Linked DNA regions of Mus musculus: regions 2 and 3 are each linked to region 1. A link is a contact called in public Hi-C and promoter capture Hi-C data. All regions are on one chromosome and are shown on one strand. The core of a region is the stretch at or near the end of the contact, and the rest is flanking DNA. Distances in the headings are between cores, read along the strand shown. Region 1 holds the start of Pck2 (phosphoenolpyruvate carboxykinase 2 (mitochondrial)). Region 2 has its middle 100 kb from the start of Gm52145. Region 3 holds the start of Tinf2 (Terf1 (TRF1)-interacting nuclear factor 2).

Evidence for each region. A called contact is a pair of places that touch in the nucleus more often than the background predicts. Capture Hi-C pulls out chosen DNA fragments and counts their contacts.
Region 2: a Hi-C map of cerebellum shows a contact between it and region 1, with 2.4 times the contacts expected there. The contact joins the enhancer-like site here to the promoter of Pck2 in region 1. A contact is called at or near these places in 3 of 39 promoter capture datasets (frontonasal cranial neural crest, hippocampal neurons and stem cell-derived epiblast-like cells) and 1 of 484 Hi-C or Micro-C datasets (cerebellum).
Region 3: a contact with region 1 is called in a promoter capture Hi-C map of liver. The contact joins the promoter of Tinf2 here to the promoter of Pck2 in region 1. A contact is called at or near these places in 5 of 39 promoter capture datasets (the C10 cell line, erythroid cells, fetal liver and 1 more), 6 of 115 datasets of contacts at active chromatin or transcription factors (the 230-238 cell line, the SCID.adh cell line, embryonic stem cells and 1 more) and 3 of 9 other capture datasets (adipose tissue, liver and pancreatic islet).

The regions. Positions count from the first base shown.
Region 1 is chr14:55,538,944-55,541,546 of GRCm38.p6, reverse strand. Pck2 (phosphoenolpyruvate carboxykinase 2 (mitochondrial)) reads right to left here and starts at 1,281. Exons shown (of 10, transcript NM_028994.3): 1 at 1,034-1,281. The coding sequence starts at 1,062.
Region 2 is chr14:55,337,004-55,339,606 of GRCm38.p6, reverse strand. No RefSeq gene overlaps it. Among named protein-coding and RNA genes, the nearest start is that of Gm52145, 100 kb to the left of the region's middle. Within about 2 kb of position 1,281, at least 52 of the 459 cell types and tissues checked have an H3K27ac peak or open chromatin away from gene starts, as enhancers often do. A contact at or near this core is called in cerebellum, where this site is marked.
Region 3 is chr14:55,680,519-55,683,121 of GRCm38.p6, reverse strand. It overlaps Tinf2 (Terf1 (TRF1)-interacting nuclear factor 2), which reads left to right and starts at 1,305. Exons shown (of 9, transcript NM_145705.3): 1 at 1,305-1,732; 2 at 1,811-1,897; 3 at 2,033-2,122; 4 at 2,220-2,327; 5 at 2,415-2,511. The coding sequence starts at 1,541. It also overlaps a transcript of Gmpr2 not described here.

The DNA.
Region 1 (2,603 bases), core at 32-2,531:
AGTTTGGGCCTGGGTGGGGTGTTTTCCAGAAGACAAAAAAGGCAGCATACTTTGTGTGGCCCCAGGGGGTGGGGGCACAGCAAGGTAGGTCTCTTTGTGTGTTTTTCTGCACATGACAGTTTCCCTGAGAAATTAATTTTAAATGCATGATCCTGAAAGCTTTGATCCCCAGGTATTGGCTCCAGTTGTCTTATGGGAAGCACAGCTTCTCCCAGCCCCACCCCAATTCTCCTGCACGCCCCTGAGAGGGACCTTCTCTCTATCCTTCATAGACCACTCTCACATGGATTAACCAAGTAAACTGCGAAGAAGAGATAAGGAGTCAGTTTAGACTCTTTTACATCCTAGACCATGGAGAGAGGGGTATACGGAGAAGAGGCCCGGTTGTATGGGGGGTGGGGCAGGGGGAGCCAGCCAGGACAAGCCTGGGGTCCAGGACCTACTGGGGGAAGCCGGCCAAGTTAAAAAGGCAGTCTGCCCTCCTCCCATCTTGCTTGCTTCCTTCCTTCTCTCCCTCCCTGTCTCCCTCCCCCCCTAGTCCCCAGAGGCTTCACTGGGCTTCGTGCCAGGTTCCGTTCTGTTCTCAGGGAGGCTGCAAGTGATGTTTACCTTCTACCGTCTTTAGGGAGCTTTGAGCTCGGGTCCCCGGGGCCTCAAACCCTATGGCCTCAAGGCCTTAATGGTTACTCACACACTGAAAGCTGGACTAGGAGCCCTTGGTCTGAAAGAATTACATCTGCTAAGTAGAGCATTTGCAGAGATAGGGCTCAGGAAGGCAAAGGAGAAGGGGGAGGAGGTTGCGAGTGGCAGCTAGAACAGCACACAAGCCGCAGGGAGGGACAGAAGAGCACAGAGGCTGGCTAGGAAACCTGGCATGGCTGGGGATGGGAATGCGGAGGGGGGGGGGGATGCACCACCGTGAGACCCACACTGATTAATAGCCACCCTGCCAGTCTCTTCCTAGGATGGGAAACAAGCGGAGGAAGCCCGGAAGGTGGAGCGCGGAGTGGGCCCCGGGCTATGGGTCACTCACCGCAGGCCGGGGAGGTACATAGCAGCCATGGCACCTGGACTGGCGCTGCGGGATGGCCACAGGAACGAGCGCAGTCGGGGAGACAAGGAAGGCGGGGAAGGAAGGAGCATAGCAAAGCCAGAGGGAGTTGAGGTTGGGCGGGAGGCGCTTAAAAAGGAGGCGGGCAGTCCCCGGGGCGGAACCTAGCTGGTTCTCTCGCCCTTCTGTAGGCCGGCTCACTAGCCCGGGCTCAAGGCCCCGGGCTGGGTGAAGCCTCCGCCCCACAGTCATCACATCCTCAAGCCATTGGAGGCCGGAGTTCAATTTGGGATCCGCCCACTCGGCCAGCCACGCTGTAAGATACTGATGTAACTTTGAAGGCTGTTGCTCCTTAGAGAAAGCAACCAAGAGATGTCGAATGCAAAACAAGTTAAGAGTGAGGGATGAGACCAGGGCTGGGGAGCCCAGGATAACAAGATGCCTAAACCCTCAAGGTCTAGGTTTGCTTTTCCAGAGCACTCCTAGCCTCAGGCTTTTCTTTTCCAGGGTCCCAGATGCTAACTAAGCTCTCCTTAGTCCTCAAATAATAACAAAACCAAACTATTGTCCGTGCCCAGCTTCTTATCAAGGGAGTTTCCTCTAGCACCATGGAATTGGTGGGGTGTTTCAGGCTTACAGACATATCCTTGGTCCTCTAATGCCCTCCCCCACCTAATCCCAAAGAGAGTCCTTGTGTAATTTCTCAACATTTCATTCCAACTTGAGACCATTGGGTATTCAAATGCTGTACCAACCCAAACTCAACGCATCCATGATGCTCAGAATCCTCTTTCTGGTTGCAGCACTGTGACTTTCTTTGGAGAACCATCAGATCATGTGGGTCTGACCTTGCTTCTCTTAGGGCCAGTTTGTGTGGCCCACACCCTGGCCACAGCAATCAGGATGTTCAGAGACGGGGGCATGGGATCCCTGTCTGAGACCTTTTCTAACCTTTGGACATGAGCTCCTTTTTTTGCTGGATTGCTGAGTCTGTAGAGTCTAAGTTGGGTTCTGTTGGGTGTCAGCTTGATAATGCAAAGCACCAACCTGCCTGAGGCAGAGGCAGAGCAGTGAGACAAAGATCAATAGATGTCCCCTAACCACCCCAGTGGTCTTTATTAAGACTGTCTGAGGGCTTCTTTAAAAACCCCTTCTTCTTTTGGGGGTTAGGATGGAAACTGTGAGCAGAGATGCTCAGTGCTGTGGAGCCTGAGTTATGGCAGGGTCTCCCTAAACAGCCAAGGGCTCTCTTCCTCTCCTACTCTTGCTGGGGTAGGTGGTCCAGAGTTTCTTATTCTTTGGAGGCCATGTGGACCTTAGAGGACTGTGTGGACCTAAATGGTCCACTGCTCTGTTGCTGTAGCCAAATTATCTGTCATACCTGGATATGAGCTTGATAAAGTGGTTATTGAGAGCAATGCTAGTACCACTATCAAAGGTAGAATGGATGTTGCTGTTAAAGTCTCAAGAGGCAACTGGTCCCTATATCAGCCCAGGATGCTTCAATGCCTGCCTCATCATCATCTCCTCCTCCTCCTCCTCCTCCTCCTCC
Region 2 (2,603 bases), core at 32-2,531, 200 kb after region 1:
TCAGTTTTGAGAAATAAGAAACAGGACAGAGACAGGAATTCGAGGAAAATAGACAAAAGAGTAAATAAAGGTATGTCAAACAAGAAGCAAGCCCAAGGACAAACAACAAGCCAGACTCTGGCTCTCTGAAAAGTCACTGCTTGAGACTGGTGACTGCCTGTCAGAACCGATAAAGACAAAAGAGAAGAGAGGAAAAACCAGCACGGGAAGGCAAGGAAGCCAGCGACTGATGGATGCTGTGGATAAGGGAGGGATCACCAAAGAACGGTTTCATTCATTTATGCCAATACATTTACGTGTTAGGATGAAGTTTCTATAAAGACCAAGAGTCCTATACTTTGTTTTGTGAACTGGCAATGAAACGGGGCTCCTGTGTGCTGTGCACAAGCTGTACCATGGACTATACAGCTCCAGCCAACATGGCTTTTCTTTCTTTCTTTTTAACAAATGCTATCTGACAGTGAAAACACCAGGCCTATGATTCTTACAGAGCATTTGTGAGGGAAGGGCCAGCTAATCCCCGATCTTACTCAGACAGCTCAGGGATTAAGCCGGAAATACTTTGGACCTATTTCATGAGATTCACATAATTTTATTTCAAAAGCTGACAAGGACATGATAAACATAAATTTTAGGCTAATGTTCATGAATGTAGATACAAAACCCCTTTTTAAAAGCCACAAAACTAAACTGAGCAATGTATTAAAATGTGAGCTACAAGCAAATTCAGTTCACATGAAGAAATCAATCAGTTTAATTCACTATAAAACATAATAAATGACAAAGACATTATCTTAACGGCTGCAGATAAAAGGACAAACGTCATATCTCAACAGATACAATGCAGGATATCTTGTAATCAAACACAGAGACTCTGCAACTAAACAAATGAGTTTTTCTGTGGAGAAGGACGGAGACTATAAATAGCCTGCATCTGTTCATGTCGAGTGGCACTGCCAAACGAAAACAAAAGGCCTTCCTTCTCAAGTTTCTGTCGCATATAAGGAACTAGAGGCTTACATCAAAATATTTTTTAAAAAATAGCTGATTATAGATTCACGAAAATACCAACATTAAAAACAATGAGACCACAGTGTTCAATTCTTCATTTATTATGAATGATAGTGTTCACTGGTCAGCTGGCTCCCTTGCCAGGCACAAATCATCAGTTACAATTCTAAGGTTGTGTAGCAGTCTTGAATCAGGTCTTAGAAGTGTTCTGGTTTGCATGGAGAGTGGCTCCTACAGACTGCCTTCAGCTCGCAGACCCAGTGTGTGGTGCTGTCTGAAGGCTTTAGTGCCTGGCTGGTGGAAACGAGTCATGAAGGGTGGCCTTGGAAGATGATGCCAGTCCCTGATTCTGCCTGTTCTCTCAGCTCTCTGCTCTCCTAGCCATATGGGAAGTCCTCACCGCGAACTGCCGAGTCACCTTCCTCTGTGGTCTCTGTCAGGCACTGTATCATGATGACTGAAGGAAGATGCCAAGGTTAACACCTAGGGTGAGAGGTGAGGGCGGGCACAACTTTTAAGATAGGAAGGTCACCACTGCCCCCAAAGGAAACCGGTGTCGCTGCTCCATCTGAGTACATGCTACCGGTGTGCAGGCCAATCCCAGGATTAGCACCATCAAGAGATTAGGCTCACTGTCCACTTGTGACAGTTTGAAATGCAAACACGGTCCTATCTTTTTTTCTATTTGAGCTGAAGCTATTGCAGTGGCTGTGAAGGATGGAGGCAGAAGACTGCCTTTCTTTCCATGTTATTGTTATTTTTTAATATATTTGGAGAAAGCTCTCAAGAAATGTCTTTTTCTGTTTAGTACCAGCTCTCAGGAAGTGAAGGTGGAAGAATTACAGGTTAGAGGCTAGACCAGCGTTCTTAGTGGAATACTATCTCAGGACAAATACATCTGATTAATGTCTTAAAATATTTATAGTTATTAAACTGTGATTCGGGGTAACCCTTTAAAAGACAGCTAATGCTGCTCCTTGCTGGGTCATGGTGGCACATGCCTTTAATCCCAGCACTCCGGAGGCAGAGGCAGGCAGATTTCTGAGTTTGAGGCCAGCCTGGTCTACAGAGTGAGTTCCAGGACAGCCAGGGATACACAGAAAAACCCTGTCTCGAAAAACCAAAAAAAAAAAAAATATTTTTTTGGGGGGGGTCCTTTGGAACTGGAGTTATGGATGGCTGTGATCTGCCACGTGGATGCTAGGAACTGAACCAGGTCTCCTGCCAGGACGAGTGCTCTTCACCACTGAGCCATCTCTCCAGTCCTAGCTTCCGATACTTTTAATTTGATAACCTGTTCTCCCCCTCTCATTTTGTTCCTGTTTAGGTTGCTGTGTTTGTTTTAGGCTTACCAACTTTAGAACTGAAAGCCAAATCAGTTCTTGGAAGTCGTTAACACATTCTTTCCAATAAACACACAAGTATTTTGATCTGATTGCAATTTTTAGTATCTTATAGGATATCTTTGACATAAAGGATGTTGGCTGACAGGTGTTCAAAGGTTACACAGAGTGAAGCTGGGGCTGGCGGGTCCCTTTCGGCTCCCGTTTCCTCTGGGTCTTCAGGGAAGACACCATCCCACTCTCTGTGCC
Region 3 (2,603 bases), core at 56-2,555, 140 kb before region 1:
CTCTGTAACCTCCATCCCAGGAGACTTAAATCTTCACCTGCCCTCCATGGGCACTCCACACACATGGTTCACAGACATACATTCAGACAAAACACTGGTCCACATTAAATAAAAATAAAGTATCAAAAGAGTTAAATTAATACATGATAGCTTTAAAAAGGAAATTAATTTCTCAGCTTTAAAAACAATGTGTAACTAGATTGGACTTCTACCCAGAACCATGCAAGCAACAAGGGAGTAAAGTATTTACAGTACTGAAAACAAGGGGGAAAAAAAAAAACCCCATCTCACGCCGGGATTTAGAGGTGTGCACCAGCACACTCTGTGGGAAAATTCTTTAGAAAAAATGAAAGTGGGGCTGGAGAGATGGCTCAGCGGTTAAGAGCACCGACTGCTCTTCCAGAGGTCCTGAGTTCAATTTCCAGCAACCACATGGTAGCTCACAACCATCTGTAGTGGGGATCCAATGCCCTCTTCTGGTGTGTCTGAAGAGAGTAATGTGTACTCATACATAAAATAAATAAATCTTTAAAGAAAAAATGAAAGTGGTAAGGTCAGAAATGACAGAAAAAAATATGAAGAAAACCCACTTCAACATTAACATCCAGTGTAGTACTTTGGTACTGGGTCTGGAAAGGCTCTGAATACTGATCTGGAGAACCAAGGCAAAGTGTGAGCCATGAGTCTGGGAATGGAGGAAACCATTCAAATAATGGGCAGGTTTCATAAAATTCCTGCAAGGTGGGCAAGGCAGATAATTAATTTAAGCAACAAAGTAAAGCTGTACACAGTGTGCCCGGTTCTGTCCTTGGGGAGAGCAAGAAGAGTCAACCCACTAAAGGACTCCATCAAGTTAGTGCTCAAAAGAAACTTGGAAAAGGAAGCCCTTAAATATTATAAACTACACGAAACAGCAAAGATGTGGCACAGAAAAGCATAAAACGGCTGTCATCCTACTGTCCAGGAGAACCCTGACTAGCCCTAGGATATTTCAAACTATATTCGTTTAGGCACCGGCGAGTCAGGACAGGAGGGCGGAGTTACCACTCAGGCCTGTGTTTGGTTTTTTGAAACGAGCGAGCGCCCTCTTCTGTTTCGCGAGAGGAATGGCAGAATTTTTCCTGGGAGCGGCTGGCGGCCCGGGAAGGGCTTGGCAGACGCTGATTCAGACACCTAGGTTTACAGCTTGCAGGGGTGATGGAGAGTGACGCTAGGTCGTACGTCACTTTCACAGTGCAGGGGACCTCGTGACGTCACAGCTCCCTCCGCGGCCTCTTCCGGGGAGGGAAGCCGCGCGCCCAGGCGGAAGTGACGTACTCCTGCGTTTCCCTCAGTGGCGGCATTTTAAGTTTAGTGATCTGGACAGGTTGATACACTTAAGTCACCGCCTGAGAGGAGACTGCGGGGTTCCCGTGGCTCCGCGAAATGGGCCCAGCTGGTCCGCCGACCTTCCGGTGCAGATGAGAGAAGCGGGGCTCCGCCTACGGGAGCGTCCGGGAAGCCTGGGTTGAACGAAAGGAGGAAAGGGCGCCCGCGGGCCATGGCCCCACCTCCAGGGGTAGGTCCCGCGTCTCTGCGGTTTGCTGCCGCCGCCAGCTGGCTGGTAGTCCGCCGTCGCCGCGTAGAGCACTTCCCGAAAGTGGTGGAGTTTCTGCAGTCCTTGCGCGCTGCTGCCCCCGGCTTGGTTTGCTACCGGCACCATGAACGCCTGTGTATGAGCCTAAAGGCCAAGGTACTAGAGAGAAGGACGTCTGGTTGGGACTAAGATCGGCTGGAAAAGGGTAGGTGTTCTGAGCCCTGTACCGTGCAGGTGGTGGTGGAGCTGATCCTGCAGGCGCGACCCTGGGACCAGGTCCTGAATGCCCTGAAGCATCACTTCCCAGCAGAGTCCAGAACAGTAAGTACCACTGGACCCCGAAGCTGTGAGTGCTATCTTGGGCAGACCAAACTCAGGCCTGATGCAACCAAGTTGCCCCTGGGTCCTAGCGACACCTCCTCACCCAAATTTTCCTGTCTTCAATATCCTCAACAGACAAAAGAAGACAGGAAGCTTTTGGAGGCACGGGAAAATTTTTGCTTGCTTGTGAAGCACCTGTCAGAGGACCCGCCTTCGAGCCTGCAGGTGAGAATGGTTGGTTTGGAGGATGTTATGGGATTCCTGTTTTGTTTTGTTTTGTTTTCTAAAATTCATCTGACCTGCTTCACTTTCCCACATACAGGAACTAGAACAAGACTATGGGGAATCCTTTCTAGTTGCCATGGAAAAGCTGTTGTTTGAATACTTGTGTCAGCTAGAGAAAGCACTGCCTCCAGTCAGAGCACAAGAGGTTGTTGAGAAAGAAACACTTTAAGGGCGGAAGGCTGGGTGGCTTCCCCGAGAACTATGATCTTCCTATCTGTCGCCTTGCCCACAGCTTCAGGATGCTCTAAGTTGGAGTCAGCCGGGCTCGTTCATCACTTCTTCGGTTGCTTTGCACCAGTATGGTATGGACATGGGGTGGACATTTCCAGGTAAGAGGATCAGCGGAGATAACTAGCAATTTGGAGGTTAGTGTTTAGCTCTACCAAACCTGAGTCAGCCGAATGGAAGTTATATGGGCCTG